2 separate regions of the Xenopus laevis genome follow, and region 2 is linked to region 1. Evidence: chromatin contacts called from public Hi-C data. All regions are on one chromosome and are shown on one strand. Each heading gives the region's core, a stretch centred on a gene start, on an enhancer-like site or on the middle of the called end of the contact. The rest is flanking DNA. Distances are from core to core; before and after follow the strand shown.

What was found. A called contact is a pair of places that touch in the nucleus more often than the background predicts.
Region 2: a contact with region 1 is called in a Hi-C map of the XTC cell line, with 5 times the contacts expected there. The contact joins the promoter of svil.L here to the enhancer-like site in region 1. A contact is called at or near these places in 2 of 4 Hi-C or Micro-C datasets (the XTC cell line and animal cap).

The regions. Positions count from the first base shown.
Region 1 is chr6L:22,682,387-22,686,755 of Xenopus_laevis_v10.1, forward strand. It overlaps svil.L (supervillin), which reads right to left. Exons shown (of 36, transcript XM_041565829.1): 2 at 4,326-4,369. Among protein-coding and RNA genes, the nearest start is that of svil.L, 50 kb to the right of the region's middle. Within about 2 kb of position 2,600, at least 1 of the 7 cell types and tissues checked has an H3K27ac peak or open chromatin away from gene starts, as enhancers often do.
Region 2 is chr6L:22,732,697-22,737,065 of Xenopus_laevis_v10.1, forward strand. It overlaps svil.L (supervillin), which reads right to left and starts at 2,184. Exons shown (of 36, transcript XM_041565829.1): 1 at 2,108-2,184. The coding sequence starts at 2,169.

The DNA.
Region 1 (4,369 bases), core at 1,350-3,849:
GACACAAAGTAATATAGGAGTAAAGTTATGAATAGGAACAAAAGGTGGCCGCGGACGTCCTATGGTTTAAGGCTACGGTTTTAACCATTGTAACCTCGTATAATCTGGGGGTTTATGCGCTCAGAAAGACTGGTAATCCTTTCACTGAGTGATACTAAATCATAATTATGGCTGCCAGGAAGAAAGGCTCCTTTATTCCTTATTTGCCAAACTCCGTAGGATCATTTAAAACAGCTGTGCTAAATATTTCCCTTTAATAATTCAGTCGGTGCTGCCAGAGTGTAATCAGCTTCCCTTGCTCATGCAGTCATATACCTAGCTGGAAATTATGATGATTCACAAATAATCATTAATAAGAAGATCACGGCTCAGCACTAGACCTGGGAAACTGCCTCCCACTTGCAAAATGAAGTTCATCCCGTGGGCATTAAGAAGGGACTCCCAATTTGTGCCAATGGTGGTTTTTGTTCTCACAAGTATCAGGTTGGTAAGATATGGATCTCTTTATGGAAACCCAGTGCTTTGCTTACCCTGATAATACATTAATGACCTCGTAATCCTGCATAATTGCCTTTTATATGATAATGTTCCCGAAAGGCATCTTCCCTTTAATCAGACACACTAGTTTGCAATATCTTTTGACTATGGGAAAGGCGCACAAGAATCAACTAAGGGCAGTGGCACACGGGAAAATCTCCCGAAATGCCTCTAACTACACCGACGTTTTCCGCATGATCCGACGTGCTGCGACAAAACGCAGGCGACAAAACGCATGCAACGGAAATAAGGTAAGTGAATGCACTGTCGAATGAAGTTGCATCGTTGATCCGACACGACTGTCGGATGCAGATGCTGCACGCTGCGTCTGCATCCGACAGTCGTGTCTCTTCGGATCAACGCTGTGACTTCATCCGACATTTCTCTTACCTTATTTCCGTTGCATGGGATTTGTTGCCGGCGTTTTGTAGCAGCGGGTCAGATCACGTGTAGTCCTACCCTTAGAGATAAGTTGGGCATACTGCCAGATAGAGTCCTGCGTGGGTCTATTTTTTGGAACCTGTACCTGCAACCTGCGATCCTTAACCCAGACCCCCATTCTTACCCGCTTGGACCCGCTACCTAACCCGCAAGTACCTCATCTACAACCCGGACCCGTGACCCGCTGACCATCAAGAATCAGGAAGTGCTGTCATTGAGAACCGGAAGTGACATCATCGGAAGTAGGCGTGATCAGAAAAAACTAGTAAAGATCGCTATGGAGAAGACCCGCGGCCCGAAAACCCGCAGAACCGCCGTTCCGAGTCTATACCCGCACCCGGAACTTCTACCCGCAGGCTACCGCAGGTTTTTGTGGGTAACCCACAGGGACCCGACCAGGTGCAGGACTCTACTGACAGAGATTTCAATTATTGTCAATGGAAAGCCAGGTTTTCCATTGATTTGGTTTGTCAACCGCAGCCGCGAATAAAAACACAGGCGACAAATCTTCCTGTGTGCCACTACCCTAAGGGCTATTCCACACGGGGAGATAGCCTTGCGTTTGCGGTCGCGGCGACAAAGCGCCGCGCCAGTCGCCGCGACCGGCGCAGGCGACAGTTTTGTATGGGCGCCTATGTAAAAACGCCTGTGCTAACCACACGAGGCGATGCGCTTTTCAACAGTCGCCTGAAAATGCCTCGCCAGGCTTTTTCAGGCGACTGTTGAAAAGCGCATCGCCTCGTGTGGTTAGCACAGGCGTTTTTACATAGGCGCCCATACAAAACTGTCGCCTGCGCCGGTCGCGGCGACTGGCGCGGCGCTTTGTCGCCGCGACCGCAAACGCAGGGCTATCTCCCCGTGTGGACTAGCCCTAAGAGTGAAACAGGTAAAACAGCGCATTCACTTAACCCACCCTCTGCCGGATAGCTTGGTGCAGAGTGTAGGAGGATACGGCCTCCAATAGGTCAGCTCAAGGCAAACAAATGCAGGGTTACCCCTTGCTGTTTATTAGTGCGCACGTGCAACGTGTCGGGGCAATACCCTTTATCGTGCATACAAAAAACGCTGTGCCGTTATAAAAAAAGTGACCAAATGAAACAATTTGCATACATAATTGGTGTAACCACCCACCCTGATTACTCCGTGGATAGTCCAATAGAACAGTAGGAAAAAAAATAGTCTTATGAAAAAAGCAATCCGATAAAAAGGTACACAAATCAAAGTGAAACAATTATCCCGGTGTGTAATCATGATTAGAACTTCCAGTGTATTCAGGTTTCATTTAACACGAGTACACTGGAAGTTCTAATCACGAACCAGAGCAGCATTTTATTTTCTTTCCTTATTTCTCTCCTTTCTTTGAAAGTGATGACAGTATTCCTTAAGTAAATGAGATGGCAGCGACCCAAGGGAGGACGCATTACAGAAGATAAGGAAGTTGAGAGTGACTTGGAGCAGATGAGAGAAATAATAAGGAAAGGGCCGGTGAAACTTGGCTACGGGAATGGGAATACGTGGGTGGAAATCCCCTTGGTTGGAAATAGCGCAGGCCCCGGGGAGAACACATATAAGGACATTCTGTGAAGGAAATGTTAATGAAAGAGTGGCATATATTTATCAGACGACTACATGAATGTGTTGTGCAGAGCATAAGCTCATGGCTGAATATAGCCCAGCAGATTTGTTACACTCTACACCATTTGGCCAGCAGCCAATATTAGTGACTGGTTTTCACTTGGCAACTGAACTCAAAGCCTGATCCCTTACTCAAATTGAATGATCAGAGACACTTTTCATTACATAGAATTACAGCATCAGGGCAATTACATTGGAAAAATAATCAATCTAGTTAAAGAAAATGCTGTTTGGGGACCATTGAAGTTCTACAGACTGTATCTGGGCCAAAGGGAATAAGTGACCTTGAACTACAACCCCCAGCACCACAAAAACTGGAGAGCAATGTGTTCATGTTCACCAGTTTAAAAGGACAGTACACATCCTTTGTGATCAACCAATAGGACTTGGACTGAAGAATATTGCCTATTCTTTTCATTACTTCACCTTCAATTTGGCTCTTTCTGGTTCAGCCACACCTTATCACAAAGCCTACAAAGGCTGCAGGATAGAACTTGTTTATTCAGAACTCATGATCTCCGTTTAAACAAATTACCCTCTTTACAAAGGAGCATGAGTTCAGGAGAAAACAAAACAATTTTCCATCAGCTCCTTAAAATTGTAAATAATCTAAATAGTATGCTCATATTTAGCAAAGCTGTATATACAGTAGGTGTATACTGCCCTCCAAGATTGCAGATCATTTTAATGACAATCCACTACCATTTAACAGGTCGCTTTCCAGGGCTTTATGTTTAGATCTGTTTAGATACAAATTTCAGAAAAAATCAAAAACTTTATTCCATCAAACAACTTAGTTTTAAATAGGGATGCACCGAACCCAGGATTCGATTCGGGATTCACCCAGGATTCGGCCTTTTTCAGTAGGATTCCGCCGAACCGAAACGAATCTGAATCCTAATTTGCATATGCAAATTAGGGGTGGGAAGGGAAATCGCGTGACTTTTTGTCACAAAACAAGGAAGTAAAAAAATGTTTTCCCCTTCCCACCCCTAATTTGCATATGCAAATTAGGATTCGGTTTAGTATTGCGCCAAATCTTTTGCGAAAGATTCGGGGGTTCGGCCGAATCCGAAATAGTGGATTCGGTGCATCCCTAGTTTTAAATGTAACTTTTAAAAGGAAAGTCAAGCTTCAGCCTAAAATATAGTGTTAAGAGGCATCAGTTAATATGCAAGTACAGGTATGGGACCGGTTATACAGAATGCTCAGCCCTGGGTTTTTCTGGATAATGTATCTTTCTGTAATTTGGATCTTCATACATTAAATCTACTAGAAAATCATATAAACATTAAATGTACCCAGTAGGCTGGTTTTGCTTCCAATAAGGATTAATTATATTTTAGTTGGGATAAATTACCAGCTATTGTTTTATTATTACAGAGAAAAAGGGAATGATTTTTAAAAAATCTGGATTATTTTGAAAGAATGGAGCCTGTGGGAGACGGCCATTCGGCAATTCTGAGCTTTCTGGATAACGGGTTTCCAGATAACGGATCTTATACGTACTTCTGATGCTTTTTATGTTTTTTTAGGGGCGGAAGAAAATCCAGCTGTAAGTGATTATTTATATATTTTATGTTTTTTCTCTGAAGGAGAAATTCCCCTATAACCAGCAATTGTGACTGCCTCCCTACAACAGGAATTCCTGTCTGTGCTTATTCCTCTGTACACACACGTCAATCTATTCTTTTCCAAGATTCTCGTCATACCTGCTTCTGAAGTGGGATCAGATCGAAGGCAGAAATCCAAACGG
Region 2 (4,369 bases), core at 934-3,433, 50 kb after region 1:
GGATGCTCTGCTTGCAAAAAAAAATATTAATATACAAAAATTACAAATATTTCATACAACATTCTATATAAGATTGCAAAAGTTGCTGTGTAACAGATTTTAGGGGTTGTTCAAATGTCAACACTTTTTTCAGATAGTTCACCAGAAATAAAGATTTTTCCCAATTACTTTCTATTTTCTACGTGAGATAGTTTTTCTAATATTGAAGTGTAAAGTTTTATTTTTCACCTTTTAAAGCTGCTCTAGGAGGGGGTTGGGTCGCCGACCCTGTAAACTGTTCTAAATCGATACATTTCTTATCTTCGCCCCTTCTGAGCAGAGTATCATTAAAGGCAGCTGTTAGGGCAGATCACACATGGCGTTTTTGCTTTGCGTTTTTAAAAATGCATGGACGAGCGTAAATACTCCACTGAAACCACACGCAACGATTGTCCTTGTTCCCTATAATTCCGCTGGCTAGAAATAGAAAATAAAAAAGCTATTTACATGCAAAATGGAGAAGGAATTATCGTCAATACGCAACGTAATTACGTCACCGGCCTAATAGGCTGTAAAAACGTATATGTGTCATTTATCTCACAAAAATTTGGACGCCATATTTAAAATACGCCGCGTATTTACGCAAAGTTTGATATGCTAGTTTCTTGACGTTTTGGCGTTTCTGCTGAAAAATGTCAATACTGGCGCTCCCGGGCAGATTTCTTCTCCCTGTGAGAAATGCCATAGTGGGTTTTCCATTAATTTCAGTGGTAGTGCAGTTTATGCGTATTTACCCCCGACTGAACTTTTTTAAAACGCAAAGTAAAAACGCCACGTCTGGCCTTGGCTTTAGAATTGATACAATGGTTGCTAATACTCCAGAGTAAAAATTGTAACCGTTCAGAATCTGCAATTACTGAGCTGCCCTGAGACAGGGACATTAAACTTAGATTTTGAAAAAATGATAAATGAAAAATTTAAAGCAATTGAAAAATTGCAAATCTCAGTCACTGGCTAATCAAACCCTGAGGAATGAACATTATGTACTCCATGTAATAATGACCTTTTTGGTCTCTATTAATAGGTTGGTTCACCTTTAAGATAACTTTTGGTATGTTATACAATGGCCAGGTCCAAGCAACTTTTCAATTGGCCTTTTTTTTTTTTATATATAGTTTTTGAATAATTTGCCTTTTTCTTCTAAATCTTTCCAGCTTTCAAATGGGGGTCACTGACCCTGTATAAAAAAAAACAAGTGCTCCGTAAGGTTACAAATTAATTGCTACTGCTACTTTCTATTACTCTTCTTACTATTCAGGCCTCTCCAGTCTCTTTTTCAAATCTGTGCATGGTTGCTAGGGTAATTTGGACCCTAGCAACCGGACTGCTGAAACTGCAAACTGGAGAGCTGCTGAATAAAAAGCGAAATAACTCATAAGCCCCACATAATAAAATATGAAAACAATTACATAATGAAAGAAAAACTAATTCTAAGCACCTTTCAAATATATGTTAATTAAAAAAAAATAATGGTTTATAAGTTGTGTCATTAAAAGAAGAGTCTCTGATGTCTGGTTCTGAGTCGAGCAGAAGTCAGTCCTCTCCCAGCTGACTGGCGCTACATTGTTTCAGGAATGAGAACCAGCAGTGCAGGGAGCAGAACAAGATGAATGACATTTTGAAATAACTTTAAAACCAAGAACATTTTGTTTGAATGAGCAAAGAAAGAAGTGTTGGAGTGGATCTGAGCTACAAGGTGCCCGGGGTGTCAGTACCTATAACAGCGCCTGGTTATATATAAGGAGACGGATTGTCTCTTACCTGCAGCCGCACACCTGTCCCTCTCCCCGACCCCTCGCCGCTGTCCAGCTCAGCACAAGTCGGAGGAAGCCAATGAAGTTTCCCCGCCAAGCATCTCTATAGCGGTAGTAGCGCTCGGCCCACGCTCTAGCCCTTCAGCGACCCTCCAGCCCCGGGGAGGTGACGGGCAGGCGGAGTCTGGGTAAGAGAAGCGCCCTCGGATCGCTGCGGGGCTGCTGTAGCCTGGAAAGCTAAACCTGGAGCTTCTGTTCTCCGCCTCCTGTTTCCTCGTGTCTCCTGCGCACGCACCCGCGCCGCGCGTACTCACCGGTCTGCTCGCTCCCGACACGTCCTAGCTGCGGGGTGCGTGCACTCTCCTCTCCAGATCATAATCGTGGCTGCGCGCTTCCGGGCGTCTCTTCTATTCTACTTCTTGTGTGATTTATAGGCCGCCGGAACCCTGTTGCTCTAAAAGGAGCCCTAAAAGCTGATGCACAGCGTCCCATGACTAACCAACTGCGGACTGAGGGAGATCATTCACAACTCTCTGCACCTCCAGTCCAGTCATGTAATGGCTTCACAGACAGGCATCTCCCTAACAGACTGGGTCCCAAGTTATTATACTAGAACACTACCCATGGGGCATACACACTATTCACACACACACACACACACATACACACACTATTACACACACTATTCTGTGCACACACACTATTCTATACACACACACAATTCTGTACACACAATTCTGTACACACAAAAACACTATTCTGTGCACACACAATTCTGTACACACAAAAACATTATTCTGTACACACACTATTCTGTACACACACACTATTCTGTACACACAAACACTGTTCTGTACACATACAATAATGCACAGCTGTGCTGAACATATTACTGTGTGTCTTGCCTAATATCACGGGTATGTATCGTAATATGACATACTGTACTGTTAAATTGGGATACATACCCTGTGATATTAGGCAAGACACACAGGATCACTTTTTCGGATGGTACCCAGAAAAATTCAAAGTGTCAGCTTTGCAAACCTTCAACCCTTCTGTACTGCTCTGTGGCAGTGTCTGTGCCAGTTATACAGAAGAAGTTGGCCATAGACACAAAGATCCGATCATACAAATCGAGGATTCGTACGATTTTCGGACCGCGGAGATCGGTTGTTTGGCGGAGATCGGCTGTTTGGTCGGTCGGACAGGTTAAAAGATTTCTGTCGGCTGCGGGTAATATGGGAGAAACAAAAACAAGGGAACATTCACTGTTCCAGATGCCTTTGCGCTGTGCTGCAACATGTAAAACGATTCTCGTATCATGATCTCCAAATGAAAATCGCCAAAGACACGAAGCACTTGCGGGGCTAAAAACACTTGTTTATTATTCAAACATATTTTAAAATCATGGAGCGCACAATCTTAACATGCTTGTCGCATTTCGTGGACCAAACCACTTCCTCATAAGCATGCGGATAATATCTCTGCGTGTATTGCCGATCGTATGATTTTCAGAGGGAGACTGTCACTAGTTTTGGTCGGACATAACTTTCGTACGATTGCTGTCAGGGGCAGAATATCGGCAGATCTGTTCTTTTGTACTTTATTTGATCGGAATGGTTAGTGGCAGGTCGGGAGATGGGGAAGTCCGATCGTACAATGATTCGTACGATCGGATATTTGCGTCTATGGCCAGCTTAGTCTCACTCTACTGTACTGTCTTGTGCTCTTGTATATACTCTACGTGCCAGTGCCATCTTGTTGTGCTGCCCTGGGACATTATCTGTACTGTAAGTACAGTAAGTTATTTAGTGTTAGTAACATCCTGCTGTGGTGCTTTGTGGCAGTGCCTGTATGTGGCAGTTATACAGTGTTAGTGCCTTTATGTGGCAGTTATACAGTGTTAGTGCCTGTACTGTATGCGCTAGTTATAAATTGTTTTTTTAGTGCTACCCTGCTGTATTGCTTTGTAGCATTGTCTGTACAATATGTTAGAGTTATAGTGTTAGTGCCAATTCTGTATGTGCCAGTTGTACAGTGTTAGTGCTTGTACTGTATGTGCTAGTTATACAGTGTTAGTGCCTATACTGTAAATGCCAGATATACAGTTTTAGTACCTATACTCTACGAGCCAGTTATAGAGTGTTAGTGCCAGTTATACAGTGTTAGTGTCTGTACTGTATGTGCCAGTTATACAGTGTTAGTGCCTATACTGTACATGGTGCCAGTTATACAGTGTTAGTGCCTGTACTGTATGTGCCAGTTATACAGTGTTAGTGCCTGTACTGTATGTGCCAGTTATACAGTGTTAGTGCCTGTACTGTATGTGCCAGTTATACAGTGTTAGTGCCTGTACTGTATGTGCCAGTTATACAGTGTTAGTGCCTGTACTGTACGTGCCAGTTCTACAGTGTTAGTGCCTATTCTGTACGTGCCAGTTATACAGTGTTAGTGCCTGTACTGTATGTGCCAGTTATACAGTGTTAGTGCCTGTACTGTACGTGCCAGTTATACAGTGTTAGTGCCTGTACTGTACGTGCCAGTTATACAGTGTTAGTGCCTATTCTGTATGTGCC